Linked DNA regions of Mus musculus: region 2 is linked to region 1. The links are chromatin contacts, called in public HiChIP or PLAC-seq maps. All regions are on one chromosome and are shown on one strand. The core of a region is the stretch at or near the end of the contact, and the rest is flanking DNA. Distances in the headings are between cores, read along the strand shown. Region 1 overlaps Gfra1 (glial cell line derived neurotrophic factor family receptor alpha 1). Region 2 overlaps Ccdc172 (coiled-coil domain containing 172).

Region 1 (4,569 bases), core at 1,394-3,893:
CGGGAGGGTGGTTTGAGAGATCTTTTTCTCAGCTCAATTTCCCTTCCATTCCTGGGAGTCCTTTTAACTTTAAATGTATTCCTTGTCTAACTTAAATGGTATGATTTCCTGCACCTTTCCTTCAGGCAGTGGCCAGGATTTTCACCTAATTTGTGTTGTTCTGTTCCCTCTTAAACGCAAATAATGATGTCCTCAAGCTTCCTTCTGAATCTGCTTTTAATTCTTTTGTTAATGAGACCAATAATCCCCAAAGGGAAACTCTGTGTTCCTAGTAACAAGACCAATGCATCATGGGCGAAGAGTTCAAGGTCGCTGTTACAGCATCCACATTTCTGGTTCTATCAGATCTGTTCCACACCTATTTATTCTTCGCACCCACACTTGGAGACTAGGTGGTCATATGATGAGACTGCCATTATACAGAACGGAAGATGAAGTAACAGTTCCATACAGTAGTGTGCTGGAGGCAGCTCATTATGGATAGGGGAGCCATTCTGAGGAATTGTGGGAACTGCTTGTTTGACATTAGAGCATCAGTTTGAAAACACCACAATAAGAGTAAACTGTGCTAATCAACAAATGCTATAAAGCAGGTTGTTCTTGGATGATAAATGAACACCATGTTGAAGAAACATGTTGATGTGGTTGGTCCTATGGATAAAGCCAGAGTTGTGTCTTGGCTGTCCAATCTTGGCACTCTGAGCCAGGCTTCTACTTGCCAACTAAAGCATTGTGGCATCAGCTACAGCCCAATCTTCAGTATTTTCCAAAGATAGAGGAATTATTCCTCTGTAACATCTCTCCCCATCACACACCTCTAAGACCTCAGGTGTTGAGTGCCAGTGGCCAGGTGCATGGGTCAAGCTGTTAGCCAGTTCCAGCTCAGAGACTAATGCTGTGGTACCAGGTCCAGCTCAGAGACTAATGCTGAGGTCTTGGTGCTTCTGATATAATCATGAGAAAGACCTTGTCTTTAGCTTAATCTGTCCAGAAGCCGTAAGAAACAGGTAAAGGATTATGAAAATACCTTGGCTAGTTCTTGTTTGTTTTGTTGATTTGAGACAGGGTCTTGCGTAGTAGCTCAGGCAGGCCTTAACTGGATTTGTAGCTAAGAATGACCTTGAACTCTTGAGCCCCCTGCCTCCACTTCTTAAAGTTCAATCCTCCTGCCTCTACTTCCTAATTGCCAGGAGGACAGAAAGTCCTTGAAAGCTGTTCAGAAAGCCTGCTAAAAAAAAGTAAAACCAAAGACAAATGAAGAATTTAATATACAGCTTTACAAATGACCTAGTTTTTTCCTGGCAACCTCTAAGGAGGTAGATATTTTGTTGTTTTAAGTTTTGATTTTATTTATTTATTATGTTTTAATTAGCATGCAAAGTAACAGGTTTCCCTGTGGTATTTTATAACACTTAGTTTGGGCTCATTTCCCTCACACACTCTCCCTTTCTATCATCTCCCTGGCCCAGTCTCCCACCTCATACCCTAATCCTAATTTTATACTTAAGAAAAATAAGTCTTCATTCTAGAGGAAAACAGGGCACAACAGAACCTGGATTTTAAAACTACACACTAACTCCGCTGCAAATGCTTTCAACCCATGGCTACAATGGCTTAAGAGAAGTCATGTTGCCAGGGTTGAGACAGAAGGAGGGGCACACTTGTCAGGGAAAGGCAAAGGAGGGTGTGGCCCACAGAGGTCACCTCCATCTTATTGTGTTTACTGTAATTCCAGGGTAACCGTAATGAAGGGTTTGTATGTGCTGGGTGCTTGTTTCTGTGTTCATCATGCTCTCAACTCTCACAAGAACCTTACTGACTGGTAGCGTGGACCCCGCTATCTAGAAGAGGAGCCTGAGGCTGGGAGAAGGTCAGTGTGGACCCTTCCAAGTTATAAAACTCCATGGCTAGGGTTGGGGGATAGCCACAATCCATCCAGCCCCAGCCCCAGAGAGGACCCACAACCATTACACTAAGCACACACCTCGCCAAGAGCTCTGCTAAGCATTTCAGCTAGGATGGGATGCAGGTGAGCCTGAAAGTGAAAATATTCAATAAACTGAGTTTTAGATTTTGTCCTAAAGGCACGGGAGCCGCGGAAGGACTTTAAACTGACACATCTACACAATGAGATGTGTGTTAGAAAGACTCTTGCTTAGCTCTCTCAGATGTTCAGCAAAGATTTGCTTAGGACACTGCTTGGGTAGTAATGGGGCACAAAGCATGTAGCTGAGGACAGTGTGTGTATGTATGTATGTATGTGTGTGTGTGTGTGTGTGTGTGTGTGTGGTATGTTCCCAGAAGAATCACAGCAAAGCACTGAGGGGCAGGGAGAAATATAAAAGGAGAGAATGTGCCAAAATGGTGGCAGTCAACAAGCAGGAAAGAGCTGGTAGGCTACAGAGAGGCTCAGAGTGTGGCTAACTCATCAAAAAAATAGTGTTGTGGTGGGAAAGACAGGGTGGGTTTGCAGCTGTGGCTCTCCCAAGTACATGCGTCTTGAGAAGACACATTTTGATAGGTGGCTGGAACACTGGCTCTCAGCCCAGCAACTATCCACCTGAGTGCCTACTGTATACAACAGCTCCTGCAGCCCTTGGATACCACTCACGCACACACCTCCCCCGCTGACACTGGGTTATGAGTCATGCTGTAATCGGTTTCGGTGGCTTCCCTCCCTGCCCGGAGTGCTGTGATCTAACCAAGGACCTGCAAATGTCCAGCATAGGACGAACAAAGAAACTCCACGTTTGGATTTCTTCTGGAGACAGGAAATCTCCATGACTACAGCAGTGATGAGCGCTGATTGTTTTTCTCTGAGAAAATGAAAATGAAATGAATAGACGCTAATGTAGAAACGTATCACCCTCTGTCACAGAAAAAAAAAAAACCCACCCTCAAAGAAGAAGAAAGGGCTGGCAAATGCCATGAGCCTGTCAGGAAGCCTAAGCAACGGTGGTTGATGCAGAGAAAAGCATATTAAAGGGAACACACTGCTAGCTGTAAATAGAAATATAATCATAATGACAGTCTTGAAGCATCCCCTTGAACAGCAGATGGTCTCTGGACAGTGGGCAGGGAGATCATGTAACTACTTTTCCTGTAACTTTTAAGAAATATCATGTTATATAAAGCATAGGCAAACAGGTATCGGCAAGACTGGTGTAACTCCTGGATTACTGTAACCTCTAACTGATTTCCTGGGAGAGACCCTTAGATGAGAGCCATGTGGCTGGCAATGTTGAGCCTAGGTGAAAAACTCTGATCCTGTATAGGATCCCTTACTAACCACAGTGGCTAAGTACAATGTTTAACATCTTAGCCTAGGGGTTTCCTTCTACAAACCTAAGAAATGCAGCGTGTGGGACACAAGGCTGCCTGCAAACAACAGCAAGAACTACTTTTTGTTCTTCAAGTGTTACTGTTCTTGTTATCTGAGTCCCATTCTGCCATTAACCATGATTTTAGTGTCAAGACACCTGGTTTCCTATGAGGGTATGGAAGAAGAGTTCTCCATACCCAGGGTTCCTCATCCAGCTCGCAAGGCAAGAGAGGCTGGAGCACCTGCTTAGAGTCCCAGAGTGGTGGCCACAGGTGGCATCCTTTGGAGAGGGAATTGTCATGTGTTTGTAGAAGCCTTGCAGGGAGGAAATACACATTTTTCCCCCTGGGGTCTTGAAGTCATCTAGCATAAACTTGTTCTTCATGCTTGGTCTTCATGTTCCCCTGGCTTATAGGTGGTAGTGAGATTTTGTGAAGGAACATGTGGGGGGCAGGGCATGCCCATAAAAGAAGGTGGCCCTATCTATGAATCAGGCCCTCCTTTGGTTCTTTGGACCTCACCAGAATCCATGTAGTATTAAAGGACTTGATTATCCAATGAAATCTGGTGTCTTAGTCAGGGTTTCTATTCCTGCACAAACATGATCAAGAAGCAAGTTGGAGAGGAAAGGGTTTATTCAGCTTACACATTGCTATTCATCACCAAAGGAAGTCAGGACTGGAACTCAAGCAGGTCAGGAAGCAGGAGCTGATGCAGAGGCCATAGAGGGATGTTACTTACTGGTTTGCTTCTCCTGGCTTGCTCAGCTTGCTTTCTTATTGAACCCAGGACTACTAGCCAAGGGATGGCACCATCCACAATGGGCCCTCCCACCATTGATCACTAATTACAGCTGGATCTCATGGAGGCATTTCCTCAAGGGAGGATCCTTTCTCTGTGATAACCCCAGCTTGTGTCAAGCTAATATACAAAACCAGCCAGTACATCTGGTAAAGTGCTTGTCTGGCACACTTGGATCCCTAGCCTTCACCTCCCAGTGTAAAATCGGTTGTAGTAGTAAATGCCTATAATCCCAGCACATGGGACATGGAGGCAGGAGGATTAGGAGTTCAAGATCATCTTCAGCTTCATACTGAGTTTGAAGCCAGCCTGGGCTACCCAAGAACCTAAGGAGAGTGGGCAGGGGAAGACTAGAAGTTTTCTGAAAAGCTTTCAACATTAGGCCTTCCAAGTCTGGGACTTGGTTCAGATCGCTTGGCCTATGGAAGCTTTCGAAGAAGTGCAGT
Region 2 (4,569 bases), core at 1,174-3,673, 250 kb after region 1:
GCCAGGAAAGCAGTGGGTGGGGAATGGAGAGTGAGGAGGCTGTGAGAGGCTGGAGAAGGGTGGCTGTGCAGACATGCTAAGGCTGAAAGGCTGGCACAGTCCCATACTGAAGCTTCCTTGCTTGCCACATGAGGGTTACTGTGCCAGAGTGGTAAAGCTGATTTAGAAACACTAGCACCTGGTTTTTAAAAATCTAAAGCTTGCTGGGTGTGGTAGTATACGCCATTAATCTCAGCACTGGAGAGGCAGAGACAGGTAAAGCTCTGTAACTTTGAGGCCAGCCTGGTCTAAATAAGGAGATCCTGGCCAGCCAAGGCTACATAGTGAGACTTTTTCTCTAAAAATAAAGCTAAGGCCTTAATATCTGTTGTCAACTTGCTCAGTGGTGCAGTCTGGTGTTAGAAGTGTATTCTGTTGTGGTTGTAAGAGCCCTGGGCCTTTTCCTTGGTTCTTGTATGGTATTAGCCATATGAAGTCTGCATGTCTCCTTGTGTATCTTGTGTAAAGTTGCCTCTTGTGCTGTGAGCAGATGACATGACAGGCAGAGCTGCTTGCTGGAGACTGAGCTGGCTTTGACAGCGTCAGTTACACAAGGAGTGTCGTGGACAGACCAATGCTGATCCATAACATGCTGTGCTTACTTTCAGTTTCTAAGTACCTGAAGGCATGCAGGCAACAAAGCAGTGAAGAGCCATGGATAGCAGCTCTGTTGACCACAGACCTAGCCACCAGATAAGTCAGCTCAGTATCCAAGAGGAATGAGCAGGGGTGGGGAAGCCTTTAATACTGAAAGAGGCAGACTTAACAAGGGAGATGGCACTGCTGTAAGCTAAATTGTACCAAAACAGTGACACTTTCTGACAAAGGTTGGCCATTTGGGTCTAGAATGCAACATTAAGGCTTTATACAAATATTTTCATTTTCAGTCAGGAAACAGACAGAGGTAAGAAAGAGAAATCTGTGTTCCTGCCATTAGGAACTTCCCACCCCTTTCTTTATATTGCATGCTGTCTCTTGAGGTCAGGAGCAATTTAGGAGACAGAGTCAATAATTTCTTTAGTTTCTGTTTACTGTAGACTAAACGGCTCACACTGCCATAGGCATGTTAGTGTCTCAGCTCAAACTTGATACGTCTGAAATCATTTCTCACACAGTACAGTTTGTGGCTTTACAGTATTTCCCTATCAGATCCCTCCTTGGCTGTTATCTTGTAACAAAGCAGAGGTAAGACGTCTGCAAGACAGTAATTCTGTGAGTGAGTAGTACACTCATCCTGTGAGTAAGTCAGGATTATATGTAGCTGGACTCTGGTTACTTTGTGGGTTCTTCTTTCTTCCACCCTTTCAATTTCCTAACACTAAACAAGAGAAAAAAGGATGGAGAGTGAAGGAAGAGATCCCTGAATAAAGCCAGGGTCAGTGAGGGGTCGAAGTCATCATTAGACGGCTTCCTGCTGAGTACAGCCTTGAGGTCCTGGGGGCATGGGTCATTTCTGCCATCAGAACATCTCAGTTCTTCTTGTTTCTTTGTGTACAACTACTTAACAGATCACAACCAACAGCAACCAGCCAAAAACCCACCAACATTTCACCTTATCTCTCAGGATCCTAGCATCTATATACACTCTGAAATGTTCCCAAAATTCCCAACATCACACAATTGCAGAAACTGTTTGCAGCTGGAAAGATCACATCCCCACCAGAGCAGGAGGCAAATCATAGTCAGCTGCTGTGGACAGTCTGCCGCCCATACCCCACACCTGGGATTAAGCTGTTGCTCCTGAAGGCAAAACTTACACGTAGCAAAGAACCAGGCAAAGCCAAGTGCTTGTCTCTTAAGTTCTAATAAAGAATAGAGCCAGGTCACCCAATTTCAGTGTCACCTCATCTGTACCCTGACCCATTGATGACCATAGCACTGGGAGGCGGCATGTAGGAAGCCCATCTCCCTTCGGGGCAGTGACTTTCCACCTTCTCCCACTTCCTCTGTTGTGCTTTCCCCTTGGTTGTCACGAGTGTTAAAAAAAGTGCGTGTGTGTGTGTGTGTGTGTGTGTGTGTCTGTGTGAAGGAGAAAGTGAGTGAGTAAGCATGGGTGGGTGTGGCTGTGAGTGTGTGGAGCTCAGAGGACGACTTTGTGCAGTTGGTTCTTTTCCTTCCACCCTCTGTTTTCTGAGAATCCGTATCAGAAACAGAAGTCAAGAATGTCAATCCTGAATGTGTACTATTAGCACATTAACCAGAGCCTGCAGCCTGAGTGCCCGCCCCTTAGTCCAGGACACTTAAGGAAAATACGAGACTCATTTGCCATTTTTTCTCTCTTTTTTTTTTTTTTTTTTTTTTTTGGTAACTCACGTGTACAGTTTTCCAACGTGATCTGTGTCTGAGACACTGTTGAGTCACAGTGTCACACGGCTGGGCACTGCTGACTCATCTGTGTCTGAAGCATTGTTATGGGCAGTGGTGCTGAAGTTCTTTTTATTATCAGAATTACTCAGAGGCAGCTTTAGCATTTCCATTTTAATGCCGTGATTTAGCAAGAAGGATGCTGAGAGACCTGGATTTTAACCCCATGCTTACCCCTAATCAATTAAACGTCCTTTATAAAATCTTGAACTTGTGGGCTGATCTTAGTCTCCTTTGTATAACAGCAATGAAGCGTCGTCGTGTTCTTACACTGAACAAATGAGGGGCTGCTTTGATCCTTTCCTTGTCTGCCCTGCTGCCTTGCGTGTGACGTTAAAGTCTGGAAACTGCATTTCCTGATTCTGCATCAGGGACACGAAGCCCCTCACTGTCCTCCCGGGGGTTTCAGGCATTACCTCAGTCATGCAAATGTATGTCTTTATCTGTGTCTGTGTCTTCAGATACGGTTGATGGGAACTGCACCCAGGACCCAGGTCGGGCGGCTGTGCTACACCTTATAGAAATGGAAGATCGTGTTTCTATTTCACGTCAGCTATTTTTTTCTAAATGCCAGTATTCCTAGGACTTACTAGCTGTAATATTTCAAAATGTCTTTGAAGCCAACCCCGTGGCTCTGGAATAGACTGCTCCCAGGCTCTTTACTGCTCAGTGTCTTCTGGGACACAGATTTCACAACCCGTCTCTCACCTTGAGGAAGTTCTTATAACTAACATAAATCTTGCTTTCTGCAATTTAAGTTGAATTTATATCATTTTTCTTTTCTCTGTAGAGATGAGAACAGCCCCAAGCTGGAGGTAACACACTGTCATGAGGACCAGTACTGAATGCTGCAGACAAACTATTTTAGTTTCTTGGCCTTTCATTCTGACTTTGTCTCAGAAGGAACTGTTTTTAAAGTCCAAATGAAATAATATCGGTGCTTATGAAATCTTTTGCTCTTTAGAATAAAATGGGGCACAAAAGTTAAATTTTTGGGAGGGAGGGGGAGATGGTGGTCTCTGATCCTGTTTGTAAGGATCTGTTGGGTGAATGCCTGCAAGAGGCAAGGATGGATTTCGCTTCCTTAGCTTTCAGCCACCTGCCAGTGCTGACCTTGCTACCTACCACTGAGCCTCTAAAAATAAGACCCCTGAGTAAATGGGTAAAATTCAAAGGTTGGGTTCTCAAAATGTATTTGGGATATTTAGCCAAATTTACGTCTACTTTATGCATAGTTAACGTCATAAACCTGGGTCTGGGCTGTAGAGATTTTCCCATGTTTGGTGGTCACAGCGATTGATTCTTTCTAAGTTGTGAGACTAGAAGCCTGCTCCTTGAAACAAGCTGTCCAGACGTGGGCTTCAGTGTGCATGGTCAGATGCTGCAGTACTCAGCTAACACTTGTGCTGAATGTGGGAGGAAAAAGAAACCAGCTGTGCCCCTCAGGAGCCCAGAGTCTGTCTACTCTGTAAGCTGTGAGGACACTGAGCTCAGGACCGGCAGTCACTTAGAGCAGTGCATGCAGGGAGTCGTATGTAACAATTGCAGGCCTGTTCAATTAACTGAGCCCTCAGATCTGTATCCATTTGCTTCGTTCTGATTTCTGTATTTTCCTTTTGAAGGTTCAGCAGTTGTCTGAGAAATCTTTCCTCTTAGAGCTTCTGAAAACCCATGAAAACGCATTAGAGAGACAGCTCAGTGAGATTATCAGCGAGCGGGACACACTGCTCCAAGCCTGCGTAAGTCTCCAGCCACTGAGAAACATCTCAGTCAGCAATCTAACTGTGTCAAAGGCGTTTCAGTATGTGCAGCTTCACTTTGACAAAGTTATCTGTACCCGTATCAGCTGACAGTACTATTCAAACAACAAGTCTTAAGGGCTGTTTGAAGCCAGCCAGGAGAGCAGTACAGCTGGAAAGACTTGTCCTGGATGGGAGACTTGAGGATGTAATGTGGGAACTATCTGCAGTTGGATGGGCCCAAGAGAAGCAGTACCACTGCTTTTAACCACTCTGGTGTTGAGACCCACTTTTAATGCTCCTGGTTAGCAGAGAAGTTTTATACTTCTAGGCATACTTATGGGCATGGCTGAAAAGATATTGCTAATCTTTTTATCTTAAGTCAAAGTCAACAAGCCAAGCAGCAGTTATGATTACAGGGCAATTT

The links. HiChIP or PLAC-seq counts read pairs in DNA pulled down with a chosen protein or histone mark.
Region 2: an HNF4G HiChIP or PLAC-seq map of pancreatic cancer cells shows a contact between it and region 1. The contact joins two enhancer-like sites. A contact is called at or near these places in 3 of 39 promoter capture datasets (the C10 cell line, liver and pre-B cells) and 2 of 115 datasets of contacts at active chromatin or transcription factors (embryonic stem cells and pancreatic cancer cells).

The regions. Positions count from the first base shown.
Region 1 is chr19:58,272,853-58,277,421 of GRCm38.p6, forward strand. The region is part of intron 6 of Gfra1 (glial cell line derived neurotrophic factor family receptor alpha 1); the gene reads right to left. Among named protein-coding and RNA genes, the nearest start is that of Gm46650, 19 kb to the right of the region's middle. Within about 2 kb of position 2,644, at least 12 of the 459 cell types and tissues checked have an H3K27ac peak or open chromatin away from gene starts, as enhancers often do. A contact at or near this core is called in pancreatic cancer cells, where this site is marked.
Region 2 is chr19:58,521,823-58,526,391 of GRCm38.p6, forward strand. It overlaps Ccdc172 (coiled-coil domain containing 172), which reads left to right. Exons shown (of 9, transcript NM_029372.3): 4 at 4,026-4,142. Among named protein-coding and RNA genes, the nearest start is that of Ccdc172, 12 kb to the left of the region's middle. Within about 2 kb of position 2,424, at least 72 of the 459 cell types and tissues checked have an H3K27ac peak or open chromatin away from gene starts, as enhancers often do. A contact at or near this core is called in pancreatic cancer cells, where this site is marked.